Regions from separate parts of the Mus musculus genome. Here regions 2 and 3 are each linked to region 1. The links are chromatin contacts, called in public promoter capture Hi-C maps. All regions are on one chromosome and are shown on one strand. Each heading gives the region's core, a stretch centred on a gene start, on an enhancer-like site or on the middle of the called end of the contact. The rest is flanking DNA. Distances are from core to core; before and after follow the strand shown. Region 1 holds the start of Aldh18a1 (aldehyde dehydrogenase 18 family, member A1). Region 2 holds the start of A930028N01Rik (a long non-coding RNA gene). Region 3 holds the start of Opalin (oligodendrocytic myelin paranodal and inner loop protein).

Region 1 (4,442 bases), core at 749-3,248:
AAGTTGCTTTTTCAGTGGGCCTCAAAAACACATTAGCATTTAGCTCTATAGCAAAGAAAGAGCAAGGAACGGACTATACCATTCTGCAATTATTCTGCACAAAATCACAGACATGGAGAGAGGAGAAATGGGCAGGATGCTCTGTAACAGAACATACGGCAACAGGCGGATAACCGAACCTGGTGAGTGACCGACCGCTTTGCTGGCTTCCGTTTCTGCATAACACTGAAGTATTTTGTGGGCCCATGTCTTATGTTCAACACTTACATAAATCCCTTCAAAAATGGCTGCAAAACTATTACTTACACACATTCTGCAAAATACCTATAAAAAGTCAGTAGTGACATAATTCCAGTTGTGCCCGCTTTGTACCACCTCCCCAGACACTCTCATCTTCACATTGGACATAATCCTCCAGGTAGCTGGCTCATGTGTTACTGTTGCTCTCCCCAGACGGGCTCTAAGCTCCCCTTTGGGGTATGCTACACAGGGTGGGAATCCACACAACTTTAGATTGGATAGATCTAAGTGTTGGCTGTCCTTGCCATGGAGATTGCCAACTCAATCTCCTCATCTGTAAATGAGGGATAATAACGGTTTATATGGCCTGAGATCACCGTGGGAGTGACACAAGGCAAGGCTGGAAAGCGCCTGGGTGCACAGATAAGGCTATTGTCCACCCCCCTCTTCTGTCTTTTATAAGGCACTGACATTTCTTAACCTTTCCACTTACTTCCTTCACTGACACCAAAAGGTCAAAAGAGCCACTGATGGACAGCCGTGCTTAGTGGCAAACGCCTGTAATCCCAGCATTCGGGGGAAGTAGAGGCAAAAAGGATCAGAAGCCCGAGGTCGTTCTCAGCACACAGCCAGTTCTAGGCCAGCCTGGGCTACATAAGACCCTGTCTCAGAAAAGATTCTGATCGGGTCACATGCATAGTTCTAGACTGTTTACCCCTCTCTTGTCTAAGCACAGAAAGCTCTGAACGTCTGAGATCCTTGGAGGTATGAGGTCTACCATTTGTCTCTGGCCCAGGGAGGCAAGATCTTATATTGCAAACGACTGTTCAACCAGTCAGTTTGTTGTGACAGCAAAAACCAGACAGGTGATGCAAAAGCCCAAAGGGTATATACGTGGAGACTCTGTGATCGAGAGAGAAGTTCTTATATTTTAACTCAGAACAGCTTTCAAGTGACTAGACACAAACACACGGAGAGCTCTTATCTCACTTAGAGAAGTGAACTTCAGTCTCAACAAACTACCCAGAAAAACACATGCTGAGTTCATGGTTCACTACTTAATAGAAAGACAGAAACTCAAAGATAAATGTTGTTGCTTCGGAGGGTGGGGGAATAAGGCTGGGGTATGGCGTGCGGGGTGAAGAATCTGAGCGCACCCTTTCTGTGCCAGGAGATAATTATCACACACGGGGTCTCCGGGAATAACCCTGGCTGCAGGGAGAATCTCCTATGTACAGGTTCCATATGTCAGGTCGCGAGCCACAGAGAATTGCAGACTCAGGCCCTGGGAGTGCGTCCGTGGATGGTTTCACACCAGGTGTATGACTACTCGCAGCACAGGAGCCCTGGAAGCCGGTTGTGGACTTGGTAGGAAGAGGCTGCAGGGTCCTCCAGCCTCCGCTGGTAGCATACCCAAAAGATGGCCAGAGATCCCTGGGCCTCCTAAACCCTGCACCGGGAGCTGTGCATGAGCATCTCAGAGCACCTGGCTGCCCCGCGCCGCCGCCGGCTCCCGTGTCCACGCCCCTCCGGACCCGCGGCTGCACCCCGCATCTCCCCCTTTCAGTGAGTGTACCCCTTGCCCGGTGCTGCCCAGCCACCTACCTGCTGGCCGCCGACCCCAGCCCTGGACCACTCTTCGCGGCGACCGCCCTCTCCTCCGCCTTTTCTTCCGTCTACGTCCAGCTCTCCGGAGTTGCGTCAGCCGCGTTAGACTGAAGCCCCGTAGCGCCGCTGACGTTGGGAGACGGGTCTGACCCACGCTACGCCACGGCAACGGCGCAGGCGCTTCTGAGAATCGCGCCCACGCTCCACGTGGCGGCCCCCTCCCATCCCCAGGCTCCGCGCCCGCAGAGTATAGGGGCGGGGCTTCGAGCACCCAGAAAGGAACCTCCCCAGACAGCTTCCCAGAAAGGTAAGGAAGACTGGCTTCTAGTTGCTGATGGATTTCATAAAGCGTGTTTGACAGTTGATCGTCTATATGTCAGACTCACATTAGAAATAGATTGAATCAACAAAGACCGTCTCCCTCAAAACAAAAACAAAAACAAAGACTGGCTATTGAAAAAAATTGGCACCATGGTAAAACAAGTTGGCACCTAGTTACCCGAAAATAACAGCCCAAGTGTTTTCAGCAAAGGTGGTGGTAAGAATACTGCATTTTAAGACGGTGTGTTTAATCTCTGATTATTAATAACCACTGATTATCCCAAAGTTGAATGCATAACGGACACAGATCATCTCCTTCCGGGCTGGCAACGTTCTCGTCCCATAGCACCGTTCGTTGCAGGGAGGCCATTGTCTAGAGAAGGTCAACTGTGGCTGAAAATTGGTTCTTTATGCTTTTGTAGTCCTGACAATGCTACTGAGCCTATTCATTCATTTTCTAATTCACTAAAGGGAACTTACCACTACTTCTCAGTCCATGATGCAGGAGTATGGGGGGAAGGGCAGGGGGCGGGGAGCGGGGGGGAGTGGGGGGAAGGGCTAAAAGGAGGTTTCAGCTTAGGAGAGATCCACGCTCATGGATGATAGGTTTGCAGAAGAGAACATCTGGCTGGGAGCTCACCATACAAAGATTTTGAATCTTATGGGTCACCAAGTCAGTGAATCCAAACTTCTAAAGCCCTGGAATGATATGATCAGGTTTTTGTGTCGGAAATCAGCACAGAGGTGTAGAAACTGGGAAGTGGGTTAGCCTATTGCAAAGCGCCCTGTAAGAAATAAAGCAGACGAAAGGCGCCGACAGGGGGCGTGGGAGCAAAAAGGAAGGCGCGCTCACAGCACTTTTTGCTAAGGGTTGAGTACCAGGAAGAGGAGTTCTTTGAAATGAAATGTGCGTCGGCATATGAGATCTAGGAAGAAGCTGAGAAAATCTGTGCTTTGGGAAGGGTGTTGGCGCCAGGACGCGTTAAATTTTGAGCACGTTGAGGGTGGGGAGGTGGGGCATTAAAGAGAAACAAAACAGCAGGCGCTGATTAGATCTGGTACCCGGGCTTCTAAAAAAAGTGGGGGGGGGGGGGTGCGTGTGGGTGTGTGTCAGGGGTGTAACTAGACTAAGGGACTGGAGCTAAGTTAGAAGGCGATTCTGATTCTTCAGTTCACCCACAGATCACCTTATTGTAATTGCTTGTCTGTCTTCCCTCCTAGGGAGCAAACCTCTGGACAGCAAGAAAGCATATTCCTAGAATATGAGATACTTTGTAAGTATTTGAGGAGTGAATAATTATTATGTCTTTAGTTAAAAAAAACCAGATTTCTCAAAAAGTGAATTGGAATTGATCATCGGTGCTGAAAAAATAAATAAATAAAAGAAAATGAGTTGTTAACATTCGTGTTAAACTGGTGTTCCTTGAAGGTCATTCCTTCAACTCCAGCATTTCATAGGCAGAGGTCAGGGGATTAGACCCTAGCCAGCCTGGGCTTCATACATAGTGAGTTCCAGGTCAGCCTGGGCTCTGCAACGACACACTATCTAACAGTGTCTCAAAGAATCGAGCACGAAACTCCTTAACTTTCTACTGTTTTTTTATTCTTTCAGTGATAGTTTACTTATTTGCTCTGCCACTAATATTCTACTTTGCCAGTGGAGAGAAAGGAGTGCGTTAGATGAGTGAGGAGAAGGGAAAATCTGATTCTAGGCACATAACCTGCTTGTCTTTCTATGAAAAGCAAGAATTTAGCTAGAGTGTCTTTCTCACATACTCAACAAATGTTCTTTTTGTTGACTGGGGGTGGGGGGTGGATTTTAACTTCTTCTAGAAAATGGGAATAAGGTTCAACACCACCAGGAAGTCATGCAGGAAGTAGGACATTTAGAATATGGTCTTTCACTCTGTAGCCCTAGCTTCCTTGGAACCTGCTGTTCTTGACTGATTGGCTGAGTGACTGGGGAGGAGTGGGGCGTGCCATAGCACTCGTGTAAGCCCGAATTTATGAAAGCTGATTCTTTGCCTGTACCATGTGGATTCTTGGAATTGAACTAGGGTCATCAGACTTGGCTGGCCCTGGAACTTGTGTGCAGACCAAGTTGACGATGCTTCCAAAATGCTTCGATTCAGATATATGCTGCCGCCACTGCCACACAGAAATGTATCTTCAGGTGCCAGGCTTAATGTCTTTCTTTTCTTTCAGGAGGTGAGAGGTGAGAAAAGGTCTGATTGATTCTGAAGCTCATGCTGGTCTTGAACTCAGGCTGGGAT
Region 2 (4,895 bases), core at 1,796-4,295, 290 kb before region 1:
CACTCAGCTGAGACCCTGGCAGGCTCAGCTCTGGGAACAGGGCCACACTTATCTTCATGTCAACTAGGGATACCCAGGTGTCAAAGGGCCCCCTCCTCATAACTGGGGCTCACAGAAGACAGACTCACAGCTGCCACCAAAAGGAGGATTGCTGCCTCATACCCAGGCCAGTGAGCAATACCTGAGCTCTGAATGGAGGCCTCACCATGTGCACCAGGACACCCTGGCCTGAGGTGGAGAGGAGGAGGGGGAAGGACCAGAGAACACAATATTCTGGGTGGCGTTCAGACTCCACGGACAACCCAGGAGGCAGAGTCCCTCCTAGGTCTGCGAGCGAGTATCTTACTCACGGTGCCCAAGCAGCCAGCTTGCATCTATACATGCTAAGAGAGCTCCTGGAAACCAGGCTGTATTCTATGGGCTCAAGTGTATCAAGCCCATACTAAGCCAGAGAAGAAAGGCACAGCTAACCCTGGCTAGCCAGTGGTAGTGACCAGGAGAAGAACACACTCCAAGTGACTTCCAGAGCCCCAAGGTGTGGCTTAATCATGTGGAGACACAAATGTAGCCCATCTGCCAGGCCACCTGCTCCCAAGCTCGGGACACACATGGCATGGCTTTCTGTCTGAGTATCAGGGCAGTAAGAGGCAATATCACCCAGAAGGCTGAGTGCTAGGGCACCTGGTCTGCCACCATTTCTTCCCCTAGACTTCATCAAGTCATGGTGCTGAAGGAAAACTTCAAAACCAGACCAGCCTCTAGCAGCACTTGAGGTCTGCTGGCTCTGGGATACTCAGGAACAGAGGCAGGAGTTGTCAGTGATGCTCAGGCTATGACCTGTGGAACACGGATGGGGACTGACTTATCTAGCCCCAAGGGACCTCTTTAAAATGGGAGTGGGTAAAGACTGGGCACATTTTTTTTTTTTTTTTTTGGCTAATGTTGCTCATGGACATGCTCCAGATCAGATTCCCCAAGCAGCGGGGGCTAGAGCAGCTCCCAGAAGCAGTCATGTAAATACAGATGTCTTCAGCAGATAGTTAATCCCTGATACACAATGGGTTTCAAACACACTTCTCTGTTCCTTCTTTGAATTCTTTCTTTACCAACTGCATTAGTTTTCTTACTGACTCAGTACTTAAATAAAGAGACCAGTTCATGAATGATGCTTCATCCTCCGATAAAAAATAATCTCTGTGCTTTTTAGTCTTCTTATAGATATAAAGGTTTTACATAGTTGCCTGGAAAAGTACCAAACTGCCTCGTCCTTCTCGAAGTGCCTGGAAGAAACACAACAAGCAAACAAAAAAACAGACACAGAATGAGAGGGCACATACAACTGAGTTCAGAGAAGATGCTGGAGATGCTGTAGAGTCCCCCCTTGGTAACAACCTCACACTGTGATTTGCAAAGCTGTATCATTTGGGCTATAAAATGATGGGCAGTGAGGAGGAGGACCCAGGCTCAGAGTTAACAGAATCTGAACCCAGGTCTTCTGTCTCCAGCCCCACTGTTCATCCCAATACTCTGTCCTTGCTGATGAAAAATGTTGGGTTGCAAAATCCATATTAGGTCCCTTCTGAAGATAACTGAGGTGTGCAAGGAAGATACTCAGCCCAACACCCTTCCTTCAGCCAGGACACCGCCTTCATTGGAGAACTGGTGTCCCTTCCCACCGGCTGGAGATAGAAGCACTCCTAGAGGAATCTCACTGCAAATTTATTCTCAACCTCTCCTTCTTTCTCTTCGTCTATCTTTCTCTCCTCTCTCTTTTTTTTCTCTTGAAACAGTCTTGCTGTACAGCTCAAGATTCATTAAGACATCAGGACTAATTTAATAGGTTTTTCTTTACTTTTTCAATGCGGCCTGTCTAAAGTTTTCAGTTTTACACTTGGCACACCTACTGTTTCTATGGGGCTGCAGTATGCTCTGTGGCCTTTAGCTTCCTGATAAGACTTTCTTTTGTAAAGAACTCCACAGGGAGGCCTGGCTTCTGGGAGGACAGAGCATTTTCTAAGAGGTTGGTAAGTGTGCGTGAAGTCTGTGGTACTCAGAGACAAACCCAGGCCTCATGCTTTAAACAAATGTTCTACCACTGAGCCTTGCAGAACCCTCCTTTGTTTTATTATTTGAGCTGGTTGCTTTTCTTCAAGTTATTAGAAGCCTAGAATAACTACAATGATGTGAGGAACATCCACACATGTGCTCGAACTTTATGGTGGAGACCTAGTCATGTTCGTGTTCTCCACTCCTGTCCACCCCCCACCCTGGTAGTTTTTTTTTTTTTTTTGAGACAGGACTTCTATATATATCCCTGGCTGTCCTGGAACTCGTTCTATAGAATCGGCCGCCTGCCTCTACCTCCCAAGTGCTGGATTAAAGGCATGAACTACCACTGTCCAGACCTTGTGTTGTTTCTTGAGAGTTTTAAAGGTGGAATCTTTAAATATTAAAGACATATACACAATAGAAATATAAACGGAACCCAATTAACAGCAGTGACAAATGTGGCACTGCGGTCTGACATAGACTCTGGCATATCTTGGCTTTAGGTTCTACTCAGTGACATTCATACGACCTTGAGATGAGTGGCCCAGCATTCCTAGGGGCTGGAAGATTGCTTTTTACATGTCTCATCATTCTTAGTCCTTCTTCCAATACACTACTAGGAAGAAAAGCATGATGGGATTCTTACCAACAAACCATCCATCGTCACATTTTTCCATGACATCAACAATATCTCCATCTCGGAGTTCCAACTCATCATCGTTCTGTGGCACATAACTATATAACGCTTGGTAGCTACACCTACAAACCAGAGGAAGGACCAGTGAGTGGCTCAGCTGCCGACAGAATCTGATGCCCATCTACAAATCCCAACACTGTAAACCCAGCATCGATGTAATGTTTCCCACTTAATGTTGAAAGCATTTTATTGACTAGTGCTCTAGCATTGAAGAAATGCATTAAATCAATTAAGGCCAACAGGGGTTGGGGGACTTCTGATGATCAAGTAATGGTTAAACTTAGTTGTTTTTTTTTTCCTCATTACCATGGGAAACCTTTATTGTCTACAGCCTCTCCCTAGCCTCTATCCACTTTACTACCTTTAAAGTTAACCACGCCCCTTTTTATAATAGGATAATATAGGTAGATAATTAAGAATAATAAGCAGTTATTTAGTTCCAGGATTATTAAATTCTGGCAATCAATGTTAGAGAACAAAAAGCAATTGTACAAACGGGATAGATTATGCACAGGCAGAAAATTGTACATTCCCGGTTAAATGTATTGGCTCATGTTTGTGTTCTTAGCATGTAGGAAGCTGAGGTAGGAAGACGTCACTGAGTCTAAGGCCACTCTGTGCTGCACATTGAGCTCCTGGCTTACAGAGTAAGACCCAGACGGGTCAAGGACACCACAAGCAAACCCTTAGGGGCTCACTGAGACCGAAACAATAGTCAGGGAGTCTGCATAGGTCTAACCTAGGCCCTCTGCATATATTCTGTAGTTGTGCAGCTCAGTGTTGTGTGGGACTCCTAATAGAGGGAGCAGCAGCTACTTCTGACACTTTTTCCTGTTTTGTGACCCAGGGGTGGGGAGAGGGACTGGGAAAAGAGGAGGCAGGGAAAACTGGTGTCTGGATAAAATATGAGAGAACAAATTAATAAAAATATCAAAACCCCTCAGAGCAATACTAATTAAAACTAAGATAGCACATTCCCATTGTCTCACTGTGTGGGGGCCCTCTTCCGAACAGCCCGAAAACTCACTGCTTCTGCTCCACCCAAGGATAGCTGCAGATAAGGTTTTGTTGACTTGCTCTTTGGCCTAGGACATCTGGTCTGTGCTGCTCTGTGCTCTGATAACAGTGAGGCTCATTGTGAAACTGGCATCAGCTTCAGCAGCAAGGGAGAGCTTTGTTTTCATTCTCCTCTTACCAAATGCTTCTGGGGCATCTAATGTGCACCACCAATGTCACAATTCATTTTAAAACACCACGGTAGCACCAGCATTTTGTAAATGTGCCAATCAAATGCCATTTCCAATAATGCCAGTGAATTCCAATGTGGAGTAAGAGAGATTAGACAGCACATGGCGCTGGCTTAAAGCACTAACAGGCTTGTACTGACTGTCACACACAGGATCCTGTTTTCACCACTTGTCCCAGTGTGTTGAGATCTTGGTGGAAGGATCTGGGTGTGAGTGGGAAGGTCTCGTAACGAGGAATGGGAGAGATGAAGATAGCTTTCAAGTTGGTAAGTGAATACCTTGTCTCCTGTTTCTGTATTTATTTCTTACCTAGCTTGGATTCCTACCGCTGGATGTGTAATACATGTATGTCCTCACTAGCTTCTGAAACTGCCCGTCCCCTTAATTTCCACTATAACTGCTTTGCTAGAGAATGTTCTTTAAAATAACTCTGCTTGTCTGTCTGCAAACCGTGGAGAAAGACCAGAGAAAATATGTACCCTTTTGGCCTTAGTTCTAAAGGTCCCCTGTGGCTCGGAGGTCCCCAGCTGAGTTCTTCTGCTGGTTCTAGTACCCTACTCTCAACAGAGTGTCTCGTATTCTGTCCCCTATTTTCTACAAGACCTTAATCTTCCTCCCCTCCAGACCCGAGTCTGTCTCTCCTTGTTGTCCTGTCCCTGTTACTGTGTGCAAGGACCCCTCTCTCCTGGTCTCTAAGAGGCAGGCAACACTGCTGGCCAGATGCAACAAGCTCTGTTCTATAAAAGTGAGCATTCCTAGACCTGTGCCTGTCTTGCTGCTCTATTTTATCCTCCTTCACTGACTCTTTCTCTTTACCCCGACTCTCTGTTGGGAATCTTATGCATTTCCATGGTTACATAAAGTCACTCTGTTCTAGCTAAGGGTACCATGACTGACTTCAT
Region 3 (4,358 bases), core at 517-3,016, 490 kb after region 1:
CCATGGGGGCAGCGCTATTGTCCCTGAAGCCCAGGTGAGCAGACCTAGCCCAAGGTGGGTTCCCTGCCAGAGGTCAGTGGTAAATGCTGGGTTAGGTTTCAGGTCTTCCTAACTCCTGTGACTCCCCACCTCTTCTCTTTAAATCCCATGTGAGGTCTGCAATAGTTGCTTACAGTGTATGTCCTTCAGTATCATGTCCTCCAAGCCACCCAGGGCTGTGGCAAACCTTGGCAGCTCCTCAGTAAAGGCTGGATAATATTCAGCCAGAAATATTTTATGCACACATATTTATGCACACACATATATATAGAATATATTCAATATAAATATTCTACATTTATACGTACATGTATATAGAATATATTTAATATAAGCACTCCATATTTATACACACACATATATACTGAATATATTTAATATAAGCACTACAGTTGCTCATCCACTGTCAGTCACCTGAGTTATTTTCAGGGAAGTTCACAAATTTTAGTGTCATTGAACTAGAAATGCTCTAGTAAATAAGCCACCACAGAATATCCCTCAACAACTTGATCTTGGCTCAGACTGACTCTGGGATTATTATATTAATGAGAGAATCGATCCCTTATCTCAACCCATCTGAGACACTCTGCTGAAACAAATCTAATTTCCAGGATTGGGGCACTAAATAAGCGGGATTTGGCAAGAGTTTGGCTTCTATATTATTTTTTACTTTGTGTTATTTCTCCTAGAATACGTAGAAAAAATAATTAGGGCTTATAAACTAGTGTTTATAATCAAAGCCATCCTAATTTTTGAATTGTATATAATATATTATATTTATTATGTTATATATAGTCTTTTATGCTATCTATTGTACACAAGGCCATTTTCATGTAAGTATATAATGTACTTTAAACACACCCCTGCACCTCTACTCTCCTCCGCTTTCACCACTTCCAGGCTGTTTCACTTCTACTTTTAAATATATATATATATATATATATATATATATATATATATATATATATATATATACACACATACATATATACATATACACATATATCAATATATATTAAGTCAATAGATAGATAGATAGATAGATAGATAGATAGATAGATAGATAGATGATTTTATGTATCTATAAAGTCTAGAACCTGCACAAAGAAAAAAGCCTCTTGATTTAGCAAACTTCCTTGGCCAAGTCGCAACCAGACACGTATCACACATCAGTAAGAAAAGGTGGAGTCCACCCTGCTGAGAACGCAGCAGGCAGAAGACTGAATGAGGGTAGATGAGATCGCTGATCCAAACCAAGGCTTCCTTCTACCAGAAATCGAAGAAAGCTGAAACACCTCTCCTGCATCTCCGAGGTGGGAGAAAAAGCTCTGCATCAAGCAAAAGGTCACGCCAGCACATATTGGATGAGAATTTTTTAATTAATATTTTTCACCTAGGAAAACAATTAAAAGCCAAACTCCAAGACTTTGAGGTAATAAGTTATATAAATAATATATATAATAATAAGTTATATAAGTAAGTTATATAATAAGTTATATATATATATATAATAAGTTATATAAATTATATATGTGTAGCATATAATAAGTTATATGTATTGACCTGGGAGAGTTGAGCCTTAAAGTCTTGGAATTGGTCCACAGTGAGAGAAAGGCTAGGCTGAGAGAAGATGCTAAGTCTTACTTACCATTTCTGACAGGCCCCCTTGGCAGGCTTCTCTCTCACTGGCACTGCAGGTCTTTGTCTCCCATTTGTAGGGCACCAGCTGGGAGCGATGGGGAGGCAGGGCTAGAAGTACTCCCAGGAAAGCCCTCACCATGCCATGTATGGTCAGGGGAGTAGCCAGGCCCTCAGCAGATGAACTTCCCCTGCTCCCTGCATGCGCCGCAGTCTTCCTTCTCTTTGTCTTTATTTTCTGTCCTTTTTACTTTGCAGCAAAGAAGCCACAAGATGGCCTGAGCGCTTGGAGGTCTGGCAGCCACAGTTCATTAGAAACAGTGGGTGACAGGGCTGAAGTCGAGATCACACACTACTCTTGCAGAGGCCCAGAGTTCAGTTCCAACCATTCCCTTTGGACAACTCACAAAGGCCTGTGACTACAGTCCCAAGGGACCCTACACGTCCTTCTGACCTCTGCGGACACAGTCATACTACACAGAGTGTGCGGGGAAGAGGGGTGTGGAACAAGAAGACTGGGGTGAACTTCTCCATCCCCCAGTGGTCAGGCGTCACACTAGTCACATCCCTAGCCATGGTGTGGGCAACATGACATCCATATTAGCACAAGAAATGGCTGCATGAAGGTGGTGAGGCTGCTCTGCGTGAGGCAGGGTTGTGGCTTCCACAATGAACAGCACGCCCAGCAGTCCCTGGCCAGCCCGGTGACAGGTTTGACTTCCAGCTCTCGAACCTCACATGAGTGCAAGTCTCCTAGAGCTAAGGCTACTTTCAATAATTTATGATTTTTTTTAATATTTTCTTTATTTACACTTCAAATGTTACCCCCTTTCCTGGTTTCCCCTCCGAAAACCCCCTTTCTCCTCCCCCTCCCCCTTCTCACCAACCCACCCACTCCCACTTCCTGGCCCTGGCATTCCCCTATACTGGGGCATGAAGCCTTCACAGGACCTCCCACTGATGTCCAACAAGGCCATCCTCTGCTACATATGCAGCTGGAGCCATGGGTCCCTCCATGTGTACTCTTTGGTTGGTGGTTTAGTCCCAGGGAGCTCTGGGGGTACTTGTTGGTTCATATTGTTGTTCCTCCTATGGGGCTGCGAACCCCTTCAGCTCCTTGGGTCCTTCTCTAGCTCCTTCATTGGGGACCCTGTGCTCCGTGCAATGGTTGGCAGAGAGCATCCACCTCTGTATTGTCAGGCACTAGCAGAGCCTCTCAGGAGCCTCTTAAGATAGTGAATTGTAGGGCTGGCAAGACAGTTCAGTCAGTAGTGCGCCTGCCTAGCACTGAAGGGAGGAAAGAGGAAGAGGTAGGTGATCCTACATCCTTGGAATTTACTGACCAGCTCGCCAAGCTGAATTGATGAACTCCAAGCTCAGTCGTTAAGAGACTCCATCTCAAAACCTAAGGTGCAGAGAGATAGAGGAAGCCACCTCATATCTGCACTGACCTCTAACCCTCCACACACGCACAGAGAGAGAGACACACACACACACACTCACGCACGCGTGCATGTGCACATGCACACACACGAGTACGTACACCACGTGTACGCCAGCACACAGAGATAGTGAATTGATAACAAACAAACAAACAAACAAAAAAAGAATTACAGTAAATAGCCGGGTCAGTTAATAAAAACCACCAAGAGACGACAATAGAGAGAGGTAAAGAGAGGCGGGGCGCGCAGAACTGTAGGCTTGGCTTGTGTGCTGACTTCTGCTTGGTGTGCACTCGGAATCACAGGTTGGTGTGACCACAGGCACAGACTGCAGGCTGGGTGTGCACACAGGGCAGTTTGATGTCACACCGGAAGGGACCTGGAATGCCTTCAAGTGGGTGAGCTTTTTAATCCGCCTGTATCCCAAGATCCCATGGAGGCTTAGAAAATTTTCCAATGCCAAGGTTTACCTTCAGAGACTCTGATTCAAATGACCAGAACTCGTCAGGGTGCTGGATGCCAGTGAATAGTCGGGAACGCCAGCCACTGTTGTCACCAGTCAGTGTGCAAGGCATTGGATCCCTCTACTGAACATAACCTATGTGGCCTCTCTCTGTGGGACTTCCAGTTCCCAAAACAACAGTGAGTGTCTAAACTAAAAATACCGATATCTAGAAGTCACAGTCAACTTAGTGAGATCACAATGTAAAGTCACAGTTGCCTCTGTAGGAAGTGAACTCGTTTACCCAGCCTCCATCTCTGAATCTGTACATTGGACGGTTAATCAACACAGCCATTTCAAGCCAGGCTGCTAAATTTTCTTTCAAGACATAGAATTATAGGTGGACCCAAGAACTTTACCATCAGCTAAGCAAAAAACCACATCCTGTTTCCTGTAGCCTGGCTATGGATGCACAAGGCCACTCAGGTCCTTTCTGGCTCTTTTTACAATGTACTTACTGAGGCCCAACTCTCCCTCTCATGGGCACAACATCTCTTCAGAAGAATGGTTGGCACCTTTAGTTAAGTGGTACATCATCCTAAGCATCTTGCATAGGCATTATTGCCTGGATATAGTGGAGCATGCAGAGAAGAGCATCATGGGACCAGGCTCTGGGAGACAACGGGCTGCTCCCGAGAATTCCTGGACAGTCCCCTGAGGGTGACCTTAGGAAAGTGTGCTTCAAAATGTCTCACCCTTTTGCCAACCAATCAAGACTCTGGTTCTCGAAGGAGGAA

Evidence for each region. Capture Hi-C pulls out chosen DNA fragments and counts their contacts.
Region 2: a contact with region 1 is called in a promoter capture Hi-C map of adipose tissue. The contact joins the promoter of A930028N01Rik here to the promoter of Aldh18a1 in region 1. A contact is called at or near these places in 1 of 39 promoter capture datasets (hippocampal neurons), 7 of 115 datasets of contacts at active chromatin or transcription factors (T-cell acute lymphoblastic leukemia, embryonic stem cells, extraembryonic endoderm stem cells and 4 more) and 2 of 9 other capture datasets (adipose tissue and liver).
Region 3: a promoter capture Hi-C map of liver shows a contact between it and region 1. The contact joins the promoter of Opalin here to the promoter of Aldh18a1 in region 1. A contact is called at or near these places in 2 of 39 promoter capture datasets (the C10 cell line and liver), 3 of 115 datasets of contacts at active chromatin or transcription factors (the 230-238 cell line and large pre-B cells) and 1 of 9 other capture datasets (liver).

The regions. Positions count from the first base shown.
Region 1 is chr19:40,586,465-40,590,906 of GRCm38.p6, forward strand. Aldh18a1 (aldehyde dehydrogenase 18 family, member A1) reads right to left here and starts at 1,999. Exons shown (of 19, transcript NM_019698.2): 1 at 1,846-1,999. It overlaps Gm27042 (a long non-coding RNA gene), which reads left to right and starts at 2,068. Exons shown (of 4, transcript XR_386705.4): 1 at 2,068-2,155; 2 at 3,391-3,443; 3 at 4,375-4,442.
Region 2 is chr19:40,293,837-40,298,731 of GRCm38.p6, forward strand. A930028N01Rik (a long non-coding RNA gene) reads left to right here and starts at 3,046. Exons shown (of 2, transcript XR_386702.4): 1 at 3,046-4,259. Sorbs1 (sorbin and SH3 domain containing 1) reads right to left here. Exons shown (of 29, transcript NM_178362.1): 28 at 2,696-2,808; 29 at 1-1,280. The coding sequence ends at 1,213.
Region 3 is chr19:41,075,347-41,079,704 of GRCm38.p6, forward strand. It overlaps Opalin (oligodendrocytic myelin paranodal and inner loop protein), which reads right to left and starts at 1,767. Exons shown (of 6, transcript NM_153520.2): 1 at 1,688-1,767. The coding sequence starts at 1,690.